Linked DNA regions of Hordeum vulgare: region 1 is linked to region 2. Evidence: chromatin contacts called from public Hi-C data. All regions are on one chromosome and are shown on one strand. Each heading gives the region's core, a stretch centred on a gene start, on an enhancer-like site or on the middle of the called end of the contact. The rest is flanking DNA. Distances are from core to core; before and after follow the strand shown. Region 1 holds the start of LOC123412677 (4-hydroxyphenylacetaldehyde oxime monooxygenase-like). Region 2 holds the start of LOC123411271 (AIG2-like protein D).

Region 1 (5,653 bases), core at 2,050-4,549, 240 kb before region 2:
TTCTGCACAACTCTAATTGCCCTGAAAATTTACGTGGAATTTCTTGGGAATACATAAAAAATAATGGGCGAAAGAAGTACCAGAGGGGAGCTACCAGGGCCCAACAAGCCTGGTAGCCGCCACCACCCCCCCCCCCCCCGGTGGCGGCTACAGGGCTTGTGGGCTCCCTGACGGCCCACTGGCCCCCTCTTTTGCTATATGAAGGGTTTCTTTCTAGAAAAAATTAAGAGGGAGCTTTTTCGTGGTTTCGCCGCCGCCACGAGGCGAAACTTGAGCAGATCCAATCTAGAGCTCCGGCAAGACGATCCTGCTGGGGAAACTTCCCTCCCGGAGGGGGAAATCGTCGCCATCGTCATCACCAACACTCCTCTCGTTAGAGGGGAGTCATCTCCATCAACATCTTCATCAGCACCATCAACTCTCCAATCCCTAGTTCATCTCTTGTAACCAATCTCCGTCTCACGACTCCGATTGGTACTTGTAAGGTTGCTAGTAGTGTTGATTACTCTTTGTAGTTGATGCTAGTTGGATTATTTGGTGGAAAAGTATATGTTCAGATCCTTGATGCTATTCCTTACACCACTGATCATGATTACGATTATGCTTTGTGAGTAGTTACTTTTGTTCCCGAGGACATGGGATAAGTCATGCTAATAATAGTCATGTGAATTTGGTATTCGTTTGGTATTTTGATATGATGTATGTTGTCTTTCCTCTAGTGGTGTTATGTGAACGTCGACTACATAACACTTCACCATACTTGGGCCTAGAGGAAGGCATTGGGGAGTAGTAAGTAGATGATGGGTTGCTAGAGTGACAAAAGCTTAAACCCCAGTCTATGCGTTGCTTCGTAAGGGGCTGATTTGGATCCACTAGTTTAATGCTATGGTTAGACATTGTCTTAATTCTTCTTTCGTAGTTGCGGATGCTTGCGAGAGGGGTTAATCATAAGTGGGATGCTTGTCCAAGTAAGGGTAGTACCCAAGCGCCGGTCCACCCACATATCAAACTATCAAAGTAACGAACGCGAGTCACATGAACATGATGAAACTAGCATGATAGAAATTCCCGTGTGTCCTCGGGAGCGTTTTTCCTCCTATAAGACTTTGTTCAGGCTTGTCCCTTGCTACAAAAGGGATTGGGCCATTTGCTGCACCATTGCTACTACTTGTTACTTCTTACTTTTCACTTGCTACGTTTCACCTAGCTACACCATCACTTGTTACCGCTACTTTCAGTGCTTGCAGTTATTACCTTGCTGAAAACTGTTTATCATAGCCTTCTGCTCCTCGTTGGGTTCGACACTCTTACTTATCGAAAGGACTACGATTGATCCCCTGTATTTGTGGGTTATCAGGTTGCTAGAGTGACATAAGCTTAAACCCTAGTTTATATGTTATTCCGTAAGGGGATGATTTGGATCCACATGTTTCATGCTATGGTTATATTATTTTTAATTCTTCTTTCATAGTTGCGGATGCTTGCGAGAGTGGGTAATCTTAAATGGGTTGCTTGTTCAAGTAATAACAACACCCAAGCACCGGTCCATCCAGATATCAAATTATCAAAGTAACAAACGTGAATCAACTAAACATGATGAACTAGACAGTTCCTATGTGTTCGAGAGAACACTTTACTTTATATAAGAGAACTTTTCGGCTTGTACTTTGCTATAAAAAGGATTGGGACACATTGCTACACCTTTTCTACTATTGTTACTTGTCACTTGTTACGACTTTTTAACTCTAAAACTATCTACATTTTTTACTCACATCACTTGCAGATAATACCTTGCTGAAAACCGCTTGTCATTTCCTTCTGCTCCTCATCGGGTTTAACACTCTTACTTATCATAAAGATTACGATTGATTCCATATACTTGTGGATCATCACACACCCCCTCGTCGTCTACGGCGGAGCTTTTCATCCTGGAGTCGTTTGAACCCATATACACTTCGCCCCCTGTCGACGACCTTCATGGCGGTCACCACGCCGGGGGTCAATTAGAGCTTATTTTCAAATGCTATGTCATTTTTTAGAGTTCGGGGGATGGTGAGCTACTCGACCATGAAGGATGAGTTGTTGTGCGATGCATGGCTGGCCGCATCCGTGAATTTCATAGGCAGGACCGGAGGGGAGCCCTTCTGGCGGCAACTGCACGAAATGTTTCACACATAAAAGGACATTGCGCCCTATAACATGTGCATCATTCAACCACGCAATGTGAAGTCATTGTCGTATCGCTCGCACATGATCCAGATCAACATCACCAAGTTTTGTAACATGGTTCGTCGGCTCGAGGAAAGGTGGCCATTGCACGAAGTAGATGAGTGGCTTGTAAGTTTTTTGTTTCCTCTTGCTCAACTTGTTGATTGATTCATTCACTTGGTCTACACATTATATGTAACCCGCACGCGCTGTCGTGGCGTATCACAGGAAAAAGAGACGATCATTTATGTTAACATAGTGTTGGATGAAACTGAAGGGACAATTTATGTTGGACGACATGGTCTTTTGATTAAAACTTGTTGGACGTCTCCTTAATTCGAGACCTTGTTGTATTATATTTAATTTACATGGTATGTATGAATGATTATGCTATTTCCTATTTAAACTTTGATGAATATCATCCGGTTTGCGTGAATTTCGTCCGGATTACTAAAGTAAGGGCTGCAATGTATACAATTAATGTTGGATGTCGCTCTTCCGCATCCGTAAACTAGTATTCCTTATCGTAAAGGGGTGCGGAAGAAAATTTGCGCTAGACATTGCATAGCCTTTGATTTTGGGCACGTGTCTTCTCCGTCCTAATTTATTAGGTGGGTGCGAGAACCGTCCCAATTTGGAAAACAAAGCGAGCTCGATTCCTGGCCGTCCGTTCCTTCCCTTTCGTCCTGGCCACTTAGCTTACCAGGGCCAGACATCAGTACAGCTATCTTGAAAGTGGATCGTCCTCCTACATCATTTTCCAGACCATCTCCTCCACCTGCCTGGCTAGCTGCAATAAAGTGGCTACCGCCCTAATCCTCCTTTTACCTGCAGTGTGATATACGCAGTCAAGTTGTGTAGCTGAGAACAAGGTTGCTTGAATTCACTGCATTTTCATTGTTGAAGCAAAGCAATACATGGTGCAATTTTATTTTATTTTGACATCAATTACTTGGTGCAGTTGCCATTGTGTTCAATCACGCATCTCTACATAAGTACGTAGTAACCTGAGAGCCCAAAATTCTGTATTTCTGATGCCACCATATGTACTTGCACATGTGCATTATAACCATCAAAGTGTCGTCCGTCGTTGTACCTACTAGCTCTGTCCTACTTAAACCCCCTGGCTCGCTGTCGCTCAGGCGGTGAGGCCTCAACCAGAGCAAGCCATCAGGCAAGGCAAATGGGTGCTTCTCAGCTTCTCGAGCTCCTGCCCCAACAATGGCAGCTTCTCCTACTCCTTGTCCCACTTGTCTTCCTCCTCCTACGCCGGACCTGGAGCAGGCCCGCTGGCGCTAGGCTGCCGCCAGGGCCCCGGAAGCTGCCCATCGTCGGCAACCTGCACCAGATCGGCCCGCTTCCCCATCGGAGCCTCTCGGCGCTCGCGAGGCGGCATGGGCCGGTCATGATGCTACGGCTGGGCATGGTTCCGACGGTGGTGCTGTCCTCGCCGGAGGCCGCGCGGGAGGCCCTCAAGGTGCACGACGCGGACTGCTGCAGCCGCCCCCCGGCGGCCGGGCCGCGGCTGCTGTCGTACGGCTACAAGGACGTCGCCTTCTCCCCCTTCAGCGACTACGTCCGCGACATGCGCAAGCTTTTCATCCTCGAGCTGCTCAGCCGCCGCCGCGTCAAGGCCGCCTGCTACGCTCGCGATGCACAGGTAAATCTTTATCGGAAATCGTTCAAAATCAACCGAATGATCACCGTGCTTCGTAAGTCGCGTCTGACGTGCGCCACGCGTCCTGTGGGCCTCCGAGCAGCTTATCCTTTTCTTTCCTTATATTTTTTCTGTAAAAGCGTTGAGCCCTACATTCTTCTCCTTCTTTTTCTTCTTGGCGCGGCACATCACAGCCATCCCCATCGATGTAGACCGGTGCACTGCCGCCATCGCTGGGGATTTTTCACTGTTTTGATCCTTAGGATATAAGTTGATTACGTAATAAACTCGGTTCGAAAGTATTTCACGTTTTGACCCTTTTGAAAACGCCATGCACCGTGGTGTTGCAGCCCTGTTATGAAACGCCAGTCTACTGGACGTTGCGGGCCTCGTGTGCAACGCCAGTCTACTGGACGTTGCGGCCCTTCCCAGAAACGCCAAGGTGGCTGGCGTTGCAGACATGAGGTGGAACGCCAGTATCTATGGCGTTTCTTGCCTTTATATTCTGCCACCCCGAACCCCTCGCCCACCAACCACCATTTCTCCTCTCCTCTTGTTCTTCTTAGCCCGAAAAAGCTCTCCCTCCTCCTCACCATTTTATTATTTATTTATTATTTATTTATTTATATATATATGATTAAAAAACTTAATAGATCAAAAATCGATCCAAAACACAATCTAATATATTAAAGTCGGTCCAAAAAACAACCTAACAGTCGAAAATCGACCCAAATAACAGCCTAAAATAATAATAAAAAATTAGCAGACTAGCGGGTCTGGCATGGCTACGGACCGCTCCGTATAGCCTCCGTACCGTGTCTCGACGAGGAAGCTGCGCCGGTGGGCCGGCACGGCACGGTCCCGGGCGTGCCATGCCGTGCCAGGCCTGCCCGTTTGGCCAGGACGGGAGCTGAAATCAGTCGCAGCACTAGGCATGCAGGTCACTGTGAGCCTATCGAAAGAGACCATAGATATGCATATCACTGTACCAGTCAGATGAGAAAGAGAGTGTCATCTTCTTGTGCCTCGTCCATGCAAACGTGTGTCAGAGAGAGGATTAATAACAGCAAAAGACGCGGTGGGAAAAATAAGGAAAAGTGGGGAGGGAGCAGTTTTAAGAGAGAGAAAGTTGTTCGTGTTATAGATTTTTATAGGTTCATTTTCTTTCGATTTGACTCTAGTGGCACTGCACACTCTTGATGCATCTAAAAATGGTAAGCTTTATGCTCAGCGGTTGGCCCACGTGAGTTATTACCTGGAGTCAACTTTGTTGTCTACTCAATTCGTTGAAGTCACGAGCGAATGTGTAGATGGTCAGAACGTGGCCCGAGTCAGAGGAACCTCGACCGAATAGTGACCTATACCGCCCGCTCAGATTACTGTTTGTGTTCTCTGCAAATCACAAAGCAAGTGGCAGACAATCGTCAAAATCTCGAGAGGAATTGAAATGACGCGAAAGGTGCGATAGTGGAATGTCGGGACACCCGGGAGTCAAAAAACCAGTCTCATGGACTTATGGACCTGTAGGTGTTCGCCGGCGACTTGCGTTGTTGGGAGATCGAAGCATTTGGACAGGTTGGATGTATTGAGAAAAACAAAAATGCTAAACATATAAGAACTTACAGAAAAATGCGAGAAAAATCCATCAGCATGCGTTAAAGTATCTAAGGGCTAGTAGTCGTCCAAAAAATATGCACCTGCGGACACTCCCAGAAAGTTTTTGGTTGCATGCCTTACCCTATGTATTCGTTAAGTACATGGCATATAATTTCTTCGAAAGTAACTTTT
Region 2 (5,706 bases), core at 2,145-4,644:
GAACTCAACTCTCGACCTGCGTATCCGATTTAGGCTGTTCATGCTCGTGCATGAAAGACTGGTAGGTCTCGACCCGGGTCTTGTGTTCAGGCCGTTCGAATCCATCCATGAATCCAAGTGTCATCGTTAGGAAATCCTTCATGTGAAGCCTCTTCCACTCCTATAGTGGCTGATGTAATTAGTACGCAACAAATAATTTGTCCCCGAAAGCAAAATTCACATCGACAAATAGTGGAAACCGATCGGTTTGAAAATTATCAGAGTAAATGCATAGTAGACTACAACCACAGAAGCATTTTGTTCTCAAATGGGCAGAAAAAGGTGGCAGTCAGCCCTCTCTGCTGAATATGAACATAAAAATGGAGTTAACACTTTCTTTCAGAAGCAAAATTACCTACATGAGCTCATCATAAATAGTGCGGTTCATTGTGTACATTAGCATAATCTTATGGGGCAAACATTCGTATTGTGATTCTTCTGTCACAACTCATAACTTCGGTGAAATCTATCAACATTTGTATTATTGATCAGAAAGGGTTCGGTTGCAGTGTGACTTGGGAACACAATAAATGTGTTCATTCCAAAAATCAAGTGCGGGACTGAAAGAACTGAAATCAGATGCATCAATAGATCACAAAGAAATGAGACACCCTCACCTCAAAATCCCATTCACCATACAGATCTGGATCCTCTGCATCACTCCATATATAAGTGTCAGCATGCATTGTCTCTGAAGTATCCTGTAATGCCAAACTTTCTTTGAGCAAAACCATCTAAAACGACAAGTTACCAGCTTCAAACAGTTTCTGATCACAGCAAGACCATGAACAACGGGTCACTTCAGTTGAAAATAAACTTACGGTGAGTGATATCTGAACTCTTCTCCTTACATACTCAAAATCCTCAAATGCATCTAAGACAATGAGTTCTGCATCAGAAATGCCCATGATAACCTGCAGAGCAGTAAGCATAAGTAGGAAAAGGGTGTAGCTGGGAATCAAAGCTAAACGATTGGCCTTATTGCAAAAGGAGAAAAAACTATAGCACATAACGGTCCAAGCCAAGTGAGAAATTGACTTCACAGAAACAGATGCAGTTATTACAACAATTTCATGGTTTCAAAATTATATGAGTTTCTAAATTTAGTAATAACAAGAGCAAATGCTGGATCACACAAAATTAGACGCGACCAACTGTCTGACCAAAGCAACTTTTAAGAACGAGAAGCTTGTTGGCCCGAACTCCCCCAAAATTATTGACTTAACAATTTTAAACTTACAATAAAAACTCCAGCACTTCGCTATTCTGGGGTGAAAAGCCTGAGAAACCAGACACGTAAGGCTAACTCCACCGCACCGTCCGTTTGGGGTAAAAGGGACAAACTGGTTGGCCCAGCGCGAGACGGCCCGGACCCATCTTGTCCGTTTTGTGTCCGGGGCGACCCATTTCGAGCGCAAACTTGCGCGGGGTTTGGGTCGTGACGGACAGCGAACGGACGCCCGCTCGTCCGTTCCGGGCCGCGTGGCAGGCGGCCACCTACCTCCCACCCGCCCACATCAATGCGCACGAGCGGCCGGGCCCGCCTGTCATCCGCCCAAGAAACGGTCGCGGTCCTTCTTAAATGGGGAAGCCGTGGACCGGTCGTCGTCCACACTTCCCACTACACCCCGCGGCCTCCTCGAAACCCGACACCCCAAACCCTAGCCTCGAACTCGCCGGCCGGCCGCCTCGCAGCCATGGCGCACGCAGTGGGGGGCGTGAACTGGTGCCCCACGCCGCCGCGGTCACCGGAGCGGGACGCCTCGCCACGGGAGGAGGTGGTGCAGGCACCTGCCAGCTTCCAGCCCGCCCCCGCGCACCAGGGACCGCCGGCCTACGTCGACCTCGTCAGCGACGACGACGACACCGGCGGCCATTGAAGACGGCGACGGCCACGGCATTGACGGGCGTTTTTTATTTTTTATTTATGTTAATTATGTCAACGACGGTGAAACTGGCCCGTTTTGTGGTCGTGACCCTTAATTTTATGTTTTAAGTTTTTTTAACTGCGTTTATTTACTTTTTATTTAAGTTTTTCTAATTTTTTTAATCACGTCCAACACGGATATGATTTGGGGTGCGGCCGCACAGTGGGCGTACGCACGACCCAACGGTCAGAAGCGGACGTGGGCGAACACATTGCCGCCCCAAACGGACAAAATCCGGCCAAACCGGACATCCGTTTGGGGTCGTGCGGTGGAGTTGGCCTAAAAGCAGAGAGAAACTATATGCTCTAACGACAGCGGTGGAACCAAGGGAACAGGGTACAGCCAACTGAGAAAATGATAAGCTTATTAACAAATCTGTAAATGTAGAAAAATGACAAAAAGGAAAAAATGATAAACAGCTGAGCTCTGTAGAACAGTTAAACAGTTAACAAACCTTTCCAGCAACCATCTTGCTTTCAACAGGCAGGATTGCTGGATAAATACGACCCTTGATGTTAAACCTGTGGCTGCAAAGAATGGCATCCGATGTCAAAACTTAGCTTCCAACTTGGAAGTAAATCAATATGGATGGAGAACTAGAATAGTGTAAAAAAGAGCTCTAGTTCAAGAGTCAAATTACAACAAGAACAGCAGATCATCTCCATACATGTTTAATTGCTCAAGACAGTTTGTTACCGGTACGAGCACAAGAAATCCTATCAATTCTAAAACCTAGAAATGGACAACGGTCCTGCCATAACACGGGCAAGTTCAGGATTCCCATGTCAAACATGAAGTCCTTTGTTGCATTTATGGCCATTAAGGGTCTCAAATTGCAGTGAATTCGAGCTTCCACATAGTGTTCCATTTTTATCCTAGAGCTCCTAGCTACATAGTACAAGTTGGCTGTTTTATCACCGCATATTGGGTACTGAATGGATTGTGATCACTCGGTCAATCCCTGGCTAATCAAAAACACGATCTCGTCGCCAAGCACATCAATTAGTCAATTCGACGAACAAGCATAACAGGGGAAGCGAGAGCGATGACTAGAGGCTAGAGAGGATTATTTGGTGGGGGTGAAGCAGGGATCGGGAACCACCGAGGATGACGGGAGCGGGAAAGAAAGGGGCGAGCGTGTGGTATCCGTACTAGTTGGTGAGGAGCGCCGGGGAGGAGGCCGGGACGCGCTTGAGGATGGCGGTGACCACCTCGTCCGCCATCAGGCTCCCGTACACGAACACGCTGTGCGCTCCGCCCGCGGCGACGACGGCGGTGGCGGCAGGAGGAGTCGCCGCCATGGGCTCGGGAGCAGGAGATGAGCGGGGGGAGGAGGGGGTTGGGTGCTTGTTGCTGACACTTGGCGTGCCACAGAGGGATGGATACGTACGACCGAGACCGAGCTCAGGCTGTGGTGGGCTGTCAATTGCTCTGCTGCGTGAGCAAGCACAGCGAGCGCGCTCTTTAAATACGAGTACAAAATTTTAATTGAGGAAATAATATTTTTTTCAAACACAATTACAGATGCAAACGCCATCTCATGTACACGCACATACACTTATCTCTATAAACGCATGCACATTATTTCTATGAGCATCTTTGAGAGACCGAGTCAAAAATAATACTCCTAGTATATCTGCTTTGGATGGAATAATTTTCGTACTCGCTCCTTTCCGATTTATAGGGCTTAAATCTAAAATCTCATCAACCAAAATGAATTATGAATGGATGTCACTAGTTTCAACTAGCCAATAAAATATTTCCCACGTATTCAATTACCGAGGCAATAAATGTAGCATCCGCCCTTTTCATTGGACTTGCATGATGAATGTAAAAAAAAATGCATGCTTGTCCACTAATTTCCTTTTTCTAATCTCTATGAATTAAATATGGCGTGGTACTCAAAGCACATTAGTTTAATTAGACTCAAAATGAGCTTAATATAGTGAAAATCTATTTTTTTTTAAGATGAGCCCTATAAACCGAAAAGGAGGGAGTATTTTTTTAGCATAATGCAATCAAAGTAGTTTATATACATGAATATACCCTTATTCATAGGAACGCACACATTTTTATGATCATCTTCAAAGACTGAATCGACACGTCATTTTAAGATTGATAATGTCGGCATACACGTCTTCATAGTCGGTGAGAACATTTCCTACCCCTAAATGCATTTCATCAAAATATCCAAAATAAATTCAAAAAAATACGAACACCAATGTCTAATCTGTGACTTGAACTCTCCAGAAAATACCACTGTCTTCTTAACCGTCCATTCACTCGTGAGTTCGCTTTTCATATAAATTTTTCAGTGTGCATTGTTTTAAACACAGTGCATCAACTTCACATACACTCATCTTTCTTAACACAACTTAGATAACTCTTATAATTTTTGTGCGTGGAAGCCTCTGACCAACAGATTAAGATCATGCTTTGTATAATCGAGTAAATTTGTTCACGTCATGCCATCGATGAATGCAAGAAGGATAAGGCCGTGAGGACTTGGATTTATTTTTAAACTTTTGAAAGGGCGTTCTTTTAAGGATATACCCTACTTAATACTTTTTTCGTTCCAAAATAAGTGGCTCAAAAATGACTAAATTTTGTACTAACAGAGGAAGTATATGCCATGTGGCCTTTTTCCTAAAAGGAAGTTGTTTTTTTCCTAAAAAAGAAGAAGTTGCTTTTGCAGAATTAAGTGTGTTATTTTTCTATGAGATTCTTCTTGCGAAAAAAACTTTCAATCTATTCATTTTCAATAATGTGAGTACAACAAACACTAGAAATACTAATTTTTTATCTAGATTTATAAACCATCTAAGGACGATTATAAGCGTCGAAACGAGCGGGAGCCGGGTAAAACTTATTATAGTAGACAGTTCGAAAGTTTTCATGGAAATGCCACATAGGACCAGCACACCACAACAACAACCATCATCGTAGAGTAGCGTAGATCGAAAGGATCCAACTTGAAGACACATGAACGTAGACAAACGATGATCAAATCCGAGCAGATTCACCAAAGACAAACACACCTTCACACGTCCACCAACGATGCTAGACGCACCATCAGGGCGGAGGCTAGGCGGGAAGAACCTTATTCAATCTTGAATGTGCCGCCGTCATCTCGCCTTCCGGAGCAAGACAAAAACCCTAACAAAACTAAAAAAAACATAAAAGAGCTCTCTCACTGACAAAGATACGGATCCACCATGCCATAATGACCATAGGCCTAGGGACACTAGAGACGAGTGCCACCTACAGGGAGGCAGAGGAACCCTAGACTTTTTTTTGGAAATGAGGCGTATTAAGAAATCAACATGAGGGGTAACAGCTTGTATTTTTCCTTTGAGATTTGGAGGTTCTATTCATGTTTTGAGAGTAATATTGTCCGAAGAGGCCAACCATTGTTCGATATGGTTAGTAGAGGGGTTCTAAGAGCATCTATAGCAGGACCTAGTAAATATGACTCCCTAAGAGAATCTACATCCAGGCCACTCATATCGTCTCAAATGCCCGGGGAGGCCCCCCGGTCATTGACCGCCCATGAAATTTCGACCCAACTGGGCGCCTCAAATGGGCCTCAAACACTAGGGTTGACTGGCACCCCTCATATCCAGCCCAAATATAGAGAGGATATGGGGGCGTCCGGGAGCGCCCGAGCACGCCCGCCATGCCAGACCAAATAACGTGAGCCCATCGCAAATTGCGGCAAATCCACCCGGCAGAACTGTCG

The links. Hi-C and Micro-C count contacts between places; a contact is called where the count stands out from the background.
Region 1: a contact with region 2 is called in a Hi-C map of leaf, with 3 times the contacts expected there. The contact joins the promoter of LOC123412677 here to the promoter of LOC123411271 in region 2. A contact is called at or near these places in 3 of 6 Hi-C or Micro-C datasets (leaf and seedling) and 1 of 1 datasets of contacts at active chromatin or transcription factors (embryo).

What each region holds. Positions count from the first base shown.
Region 1 is chr7H:564,568,186-564,573,838 of MorexV3_pseudomolecules_assembly, reverse strand. LOC123412677 (4-hydroxyphenylacetaldehyde oxime monooxygenase-like) reads left to right here and starts at 3,299. Exons shown (of 3, transcript XM_045105622.1): 1 at 3,299-3,868. The coding sequence starts at 3,392.
Region 2 is chr7H:564,330,271-564,335,976 of MorexV3_pseudomolecules_assembly, reverse strand. LOC123411271 (AIG2-like protein D) reads right to left here and starts at 3,394. Exons shown (of 5, transcript XM_045104201.1): 1 at 3,120-3,394; 2 at 2,422-2,494; 3 at 861-953; 4 at 657-740; 5 at 1-160. The coding sequence starts at 3,268. The coding sequence ends at 5.